2 separate regions of the Acanthopagrus latus genome follow, and region 1 is linked to region 2. Evidence: chromatin contacts called from public Hi-C data. All regions are on one chromosome and are shown on one strand. The core of a region is the stretch at or near the end of the contact, and the rest is flanking DNA. Distances in the headings are between cores, read along the strand shown. Region 1 holds the start of grm8b (glutamate receptor, metabotropic 8b). Region 2 holds the start of LOC119024712 (prosaposin receptor GPR37-like).

Region 1 (3,621 bases), core at 99-2,598, 170 kb before region 2:
GCATTAAAATGACTCATAACAACAAGACCATTGTGATATATTTTGTTGAGTTGTGTACTTACATTATCCCTTTTTATTCCATCAATGATAAACCCAGAGAAATCCACAGTCTAACTCAAGCTGTGGTCTGTTTCATTTGGTCACCAGAGTGCAGAAGGACGCTGGTGAAGGTGACTGAACTGAATGAAACTTTAAAAGACGACCTCGTCTGTGAGCATTTCTGCCTGAGTCACGTCTGACAGATGTTCATCAGCAATGGTGACTACTTTTACAGCTTATCCATCCTCAGGGGTGGAGCCAGTGTGTTGTTATTGGAAGGTTGTTAGATCGATTCCCCTGGTGTGCAAGTCAAAAAGTTGTTGGGCAAGATACTGAACCCCAGTCTGCTCCTGATGAGCTGGTTGGCACCTTGCATGGGAACCACCACCACCAGTGTATGAATTACTGCAAGCTGCTTTGGACAAGAACGTCTACTAAATGTAAAATTTGAATGTCAACATGCATCCACACAGTCTTATCACTTACGTCACATCATTTTGTATTTGTGTATATCAGTTTGTAGAAGAGTTTGACCGAAGGAACGTTTGTGTTTACCTGTGTTTCTCACGCAAGTGTGATGGGATATCATGATGGGATATAGTGACACACAGATGTTGTTTCCAAAAGAGACAAATCTTTACATGATGGACACATGAAGACACCAGCACTGCAATCTTGCAAATAGTGAGGTTTTATCTGTTGTTGTTCTGTGCTGGCAGAGATCTTTCCAGGATCAACATCAGCTGATGTTCTGGGGTCAACATGGAATAAAAGGAAAGTGCTGTGACTGAAGGCGTCTTCATACCACCTTACTTTATCCTTATCTCTGAATTTCCAGCATTATGAGTTTGTCTAAATTGTGTGTTTTTTTCCTTTCTCCTATGCAGAAGTCAGAACATACCTGATATCACAGTTAAACATCAAAAGTGCAGATAAAAATCAATTCTGCATTACGCCATTTTTCGATTGCTTATCAACCTGGATGATTATTGAGTCGGATCTTCAACACATTGATTTAAAGTTAACAAATAAATCTAGTGGAGTAAAAAATAAAATAAGCAGATAAAGTACTGAAGCAGAAAATGGACATAAAGTTCACATTTTCTACCTTAAGCACATCACTTGAGTAAATGTACTTTAATTCCATCACTGCATGTTTAAGCATCAATCGATCAGCCTGTTCACAGTGACGCAGATCAATATAAAGCCGATGTGTGTGACGCAGCCATGAAGAACCGCAGCAGGTGTCTGTGTGCAGTTGCGGTGTTTGTCCGCTGGGTGGCGTCCTGCCTCCACCTCTGCTGCTGCGCCTCTCGGCAGCTTCTCCAACAGGCTGCGTGATGATGAAGCTCATTAACTTCATCTGTGGCCGCACGAGCCGCACACGCGCTCCTCCTCCTCCTCCTCTCAGGGTGCCCTCTCCCCATCCACCGGGACCAGGATCAGACCCGAGCTCGGCTCTGCGCCCGGGGGGAACTTGATGAGACCCTCAGACTCCCATCAGCCCGGTGTGATGAGCCCCGGAGCCTCCCGTGTTCCCTGTGACGCAGGACAGCCGCGCCGCGCCGCGTCGCACCGCGCACTTTGGAGAGCTGCGAGGAGCGGGAGCAGAGCGCGTCAGTGACTCCGGTCCTCTGTAAGCACTCCACCCTGATGTGAGCGCGTCTTTTCTTTTACTGTGGTGAGCAGCCAGACACACTGATCTGAGAGCGAGCACTGTGCCTGTGGGAGGACAGGGACCCGGGCTCTGGGCGGCGGGGAGTCGAACCGACACCCGCAGGTGATCCGGAGCATCTGAGAGCTGCTGCTCAAAGGAATTTACCGCTTCTCCGTCTGTCGGGACCAGGAGCAACTCTGCGCTCTGTGACAAAAAAAAAAAAGTGGATTTGGATTTTCTTTCAATTCTTTTTGGTTGATGGATGCTGACGCGGCGCAGGATCGAGTCCCCGCGGAGGAATTTAGAGGAAAATGTTTGTGTGATGTGACGAACAGCTGGAGACAGAAAACATCTGTGTGACCTGTGACACAGAGGAAACACCTGCTCCTGCTGCGGAGAGAGAAGGTACCTGAACACAACACTCCCAATCTACAACAGGTTTACAGACCGCTGCATGCAGATTCAATCTTTATCACCATTCACATCGTGTGTGTGTGTGTGTGTGTGTGTGTGTGTGTGTGTGTGTGTGTGTGTGTGTGTGTGTGTGTGTGTGTAATCAAACCAAACGTCAGTCTGTGTTCGCACCTCTGAGGAGCGTCCATGTGTGCGCGCAGGTGTTGCGCACATTACTATGCATGTCTTGCGCGCATTTTGCCTCTTAGATTTGGAGTGCGCGTCTTTAACGTCATTTACTGTAATTGGCCTGAGAGAGAGAGAGAGAGAGAGAGAGAGAGAGAGAGAGAGAGAGAGAGAGAGAGAGGGAGAGAGAGAGAGAGAGAGAGAGAGAGAGAGAGAGAGAGAGAGAGAGAGAGAGAGAGAGAGAGAGAGAGAGAGAGAGAGCGAGAGAGAGAGAGAGAGAGAGGGAGATTTGGGAATTTTTGGAAAGTTTTGCAGATAGATCATATTCTCACGTTTTGCACAGCTCCCCTAAATATAACCAGAAGCTTCAGGTGTAAATCTAATTGGTATATTTTTGAAGTTAAGTTCATTCATAGGTTTGAGTTTTTGCTCAAAATATATATATACAAAGCGTTCACAGCTAACTGTTTATTTATATTTACAAGCTAGTTACACTGACCTGTTGAATCTGCCTCTCTGGTTTCCTGTTAGCTCCTGATTGGTTGGTTCAGAGGATGTTATGTTTAAACCTTAACACAGCCATGGAGGCGAAGGTTTTGTGCCTTGCCGACGTGAACAGGGATAAAATAATTAAGTCTTTCAGCGCTTGAAGAGTTTCTGAATTTTACTGGACCGAATGGCTCAAGTTGTGATAGTCGAGCGAGTCAGTTCGAAGCGGTTGTGAAGTTTTGAAACCAACTTTTGCAGAATTATTTTGTATATGTGATGCACTGTGGTATTAAACATTGTGAAAGATGGTCTGTAAAACACTGGATACATTTTGTTGAGTGTCACAACATTTTTATTTTATCCCCATTCAAGTAAATCATGCACTAAGCCAGAGGTTGGTTATAGGCCCCACAACATAGAAGATCCAGGTATTATCGTACCTGGGCTGCTTTTGTAGATATCAGCTTCCACAGATGTGTCCAGATTTAACGTTCTTAATTCGTGCAAGAAGAAAAAGTCTCTTCATATCAAGAGTCGTCCAATCGCCACCAACCAAACCTCACGTTACATAATAACTATTATTATCAACTGTCTTCATTTTATTCCTCGCCCCATTGAAAGAGAGACAAGGTTTGATTTGTGTTATTTACCTGGATGTTGAGATATTCCACAAGAAAAGGAAAAACAGGGACCATCAGTCATCAGTATTAATCCTCTGGAATCATGAATGTTCATCAAACAGAAGTCGAGATGTTTCATTCTGGACCAAAGTGAGCAACATTTGTATCCCCAAAAACATAATGATGATATAATTTAAAGTAATGAATGAATATCACTCACATCATATTGTGACTGAT
Region 2 (4,173 bases), core at 195-2,694:
TTTCAAAAAGCACGTCATCTAAAGTCCTGCTGGTCTGGACCGTCACGTAAACGATGCAGGAAGCAGTCTGAAGTTTGTTTAACTGCTGAATGATTTCAAAGTAAAAGTTAACGATGATGATGATGAAGGTTGGTGTCTGTCTTCAGGAGTTGTTCTTCAGTGTGTCGGCGGAGGACGCAGCAGCCAATCAGGAGGCTCAGGACAGGATTCGTCAAACAATGGACTCCCTCTCTTCACCAGACGGCGGCACCGGTACGTCCGTCACTTAAGTATCATAGTGAAGAGAAATGAACAGCTGTCAAATGAATACAAGACAAAGTATTCTGTAAAATACATCGTACGCAGGAATAAGATGTTTAATCCTCTGCTAAGACGAGACGCTCGGGTGTTCACTCCAAACAGAGCCAAAAGAGTTTAAAGGGGCACTGTGGTTTTTTTTGTTTTTTTTTGTTGTTAATGAAATTCAAACATAGAACTTTAATATTTACAACATTAATGACATAATTCAAAATCAGGAATATTAAGTTTTTCCATGAGTGAATAAAAAAAAACTGTTCTCAGAGAAAAATAAGGTCCCAGAACTGTGTTTAAAGCTGGAAGGGTGGCAGGGTCCGCCACATATAAACACACACGTGCGAGGTTGTTTGTCAGGTGTGTTTGTGTGTCCCCAGGTGAGCGTCCGTGGCTCGATCTGTGTCTGTCAGCGTACCGAGCAGCGGACGACGAGGGACAGAACCGAACCTGCTACCAGATCTGTCACACCGCCTTCACCAAACTCCAAACCTGAACCCGCCTGAACCACCTGCAGGTCAAAGATCAAACCAGAGTCCTGCTGAAAAACTCCTGTTTCTGTTTGATCATTTTGTGTTTTCACAACTTTTGTGTTTTGTTTTGTTTTTTATTGTATTTATTGTGCAGAAATAAATAATGTAAATAAAAAAGTTGCTGCAAAAATGTAAGAAAACTGACACGTGACTGTATTTAACAAAAAATATCTGCTGTTTCCTGTGCAGGAATCTTTCAAAATAAAATGAATAACTTTTTCAGGAAGTTGTGGATATTTTAGTGGCTGTATATGGATAGATGGACGGATGGACGGATGGATGGACGGATGGATGAGTCTGTCCGATGAAACACTGTTAATGTTACTGCAGGGGAATTTTATAAAACACGTCTAAATGTGACTTTGTGCTCGTCACTCAGAGAACTTCTAGTTATCTGTGGTGTCACTGTGACATCTGCTGGTCAGCTGACAGTATTACACATCTAATAAAGTACTTGACTTTATATATTTATGTGTTTATGATGATTTCATGACGTTTCTCTCCTGCAGACGCCCCGAAGAAGAAAAACCTGAAGACCAGAAGTAGAGCGAGGTGGTCAGTACGGATGAAACCATGCGGCCAGAGGAGACCCAAAGTATTCACACACACACACACACACACACACACACACACACACACACACACACACACACACACAGGATCAACAACATTTTCATCTGAGAAAGTCTGCAGCCGGCTCTGACTTCAGGTATAAATGTGTGAAACCAGATCAGATCAGTGCAGGTGTGATACTCTGACTTTGCACTAGAGGGCGCACAAGACCTACAAACACTCGTCCTGTCATGACTTTGAGTGACAAACTAAAACGTTTCTGAGTCACTGGACTGAAGCTGCGGAGACGAACTGGAACATTATTTAAAACTTTTAGTAATTAAACAATAGATTGAAGAGAAAATGTACGAATAAGAAAAGTTCACAGTGGATTTCCTGCAGGATTGTTACTGTGAAACATCTGCAGATCCAGTTGTTTATAGAAACTGACTAAACTTAACTTCCTTAAAAATCAACATGTGTTTGCTGCTTGTTTTATGAGCTGCCGATCTACAACAGTTTCCTTTAGGTAAGTGCGTTAAATCTAAATATAACATCTAAACTTGATGATCCAACGCAGTTTGCAGCTCAGTGTTACTGGTTCTTCTCGGATCAGAGCAGGTTTCACAGATGACCCCCTTCCTCCTCCTCCTCCTCCTCTTCCTCACCCCCTCCCTCATGTCCTCTTCCTCCTCCTCCTACTCTCGGGTCCTCTTCTGTCTCTCAGTCGGGGCTCGGCGTCTCCACCGGTCGCATTTCACCGCGTCCTCCCCCGGCGCTCCGGAGCGGCTGTGTGCGCTTCATGTGACGGAGGTGGACCTTTAAAAAAAAAACCTCTCCCCACACCTCCACCCTCAGCTGCGGAGGATCTGGACGCTTTTCTCTCCTTTTTCGAGCCCGCTTTGAGGACTTTTTCCCCTCCCGCTCTGCTCTGCATCTCTTTGGGGATGCCTCCTGACTGGAGTCGCTCCGGGACGCACCCAAACCCGACAGGTGCCCCTCTTACCCACGACCGGAGACTTTTTGAAGGCTGTTTGCGCGCAAAGATGAAGGAAAACTGATCGTTTGCGGCGGTTTGAAGTCAATATTTTAAACTTTTATCCTTTTTTAAAATTCTTTGGACTGATTATGAGAAACCGGAGATGGATCGATCATTTCGGATCACACATCAGTTTGATCTGACGGGTTAGACAGAACCACACGATGCTGCTGCTTCCCTTCTCGAGGTTACTGTGTTTGTGGCTCTGCAGCGAGGCCGTCGCGAGTCAGTTCCACTGGAAAACAAAGACGACTTTCAGCCCTCATTATGAATCCACCGCCGCTGATAGGAATGTGCAGAGCCGGAGATGGCGCACAGTCACCGGGGAGGACAATGGGAGGACGCAGGCGCAGGCGCAGGCCTCTTGGCTGGATACTGTAAACCCGTCGCCCCCTGAGCGGCTGGGGACTCCGGCACCCCGACGCACTGTGCGTAAAAACGATGCGCAAAATGGAGCGCGGCGCATCCGACTTGTACCCGGAGACGAGGCTTTACGCACGGATGTTAACAAGGCTGGAGAGGCGCGGAGGGGTGGATGCCGTCCGGGTGAAGTGTTTACACAAACCCCGCATGGACGCACCTGTAGCCTCGGGAGGAGCGGACACCACCGGCGGCAGAGACGGAGAGCAAAACCGGGCCGGAAGAAGCGGAGCGAGCCGCTGCAGGACGGAACCGCGTGGGAAGATCTGCCCGCCGCCATGGCGCAGGAACAAGAGGCCGAACCTCCGTTCGGACTCAACACCAGTGACTACGAGGAGGAGTATTCCGTGCCGGACTACCCCGACACCACGCCGCTCGTGCCGGTGAACACGCGGACCAGACGGAAGCAGGTGAAGAACCCGTTCTATCCGGTCACCGCGGAGTCGTACGGCGCGTACGCGGTCATGATCATCGCCGCCCTCATCTTCAGCGTCGGGATCATCGGGAACGTGTCGGTCATGTGCATCGTGTGTCACAACTACTACATGAGGAGCATCTCCAACTCGCTGCTGGCCAACCTCGCGCTCTGGGATTTCGTCATCATCTTCTTCTGCCTGCCGCTCGTGGTGTTTCACGAGCTCACCAAGAACTGGCTGCTGGGGGAGTTCTCGTGCCGGATCATCCCGTACCTGGAGGTGAGAGGAGAGGGGGAGGAGGGGAGGAGGGCGCCGTGGTTGTTGCTGATGATGGTGCTCATGAGTTACATGTCAGTTGAGACAGGTGAGGGCAGGACGATCACGTATGACGTCATTTTGCTGGCAGAGCCAAAGTTTCCCCACGTGTGTGACAAGTTTTATACAGTTTTATACACGCAACAGCTTGAATTAAAGGAAAAGTTCACATTTTTCCAAGTCTGGAATCATTTAGAGATTGTGAGACCCTCTTCATGTGTCTGTAAGCAATGGGGCACAAAATCCTCGTATTCCAAAGTCCATCTGAGACTAATATGAGACTTCATCTGTCTGAGTTTATCAGATCTTCCAGTCTTTTCCAACTACTGGACAGTGGTGGAGAAAAAAAACATAATGCTTAAGTTTCGTGATAAAATCCCTGAAACTCTCATTATCATCTGCCTCCTCGTGTCAGTGTGAAGTCAGATGAAGTATCAACGTCCACAAAACATTTCTGCAGCTTCACAAAACGTTGCAGCATTCTCCTGAACAACTAAAGTACACGGTGACTTGTTTAAAACGTTAAAAAACAAAACAAAACCAAAACAACATGAAATGGTCCCTGACGTTAACCGTGAGCGTGCACCACATCTGAAGTGGGTCCACC

Evidence for each region. A called contact is a pair of places that touch in the nucleus more often than the background predicts.
Region 1: a Hi-C map of muscle shows a contact between it and region 2, with 6 times the contacts expected there. The contact joins the promoter of grm8b here to the promoter of LOC119024712 in region 2. A contact is called at or near these places in 2 of 4 Hi-C or Micro-C datasets (liver and muscle).

Annotation. Positions count from the first base shown.
Region 1 is chr8:2,527,040-2,530,660 of fAcaLat1.1, reverse strand. grm8b (glutamate receptor, metabotropic 8b) reads left to right here and starts at 1,348. Exons shown (of 11, transcript XM_037107980.1): 1 at 1,348-2,101. LOC119023941 (E3 ubiquitin-protein ligase TRIM21-like) reads left to right here. Exons shown (of 2, transcript XM_037106257.1): 2 at 1-27.
Region 2 is chr8:2,354,419-2,358,591 of fAcaLat1.1, reverse strand. It overlaps LOC119024712 (prosaposin receptor GPR37-like), which reads left to right and starts at 1,444. Exons shown (of 2, transcript XM_037107733.1): 1 at 1,444-3,530. The coding sequence starts at 2,580. pot1 (protection of telomeres protein 1) reads left to right here. Exons shown (of 20, transcript XM_037107729.1): 19 at 147-252; 20 at 672-961. The coding sequence ends at 787.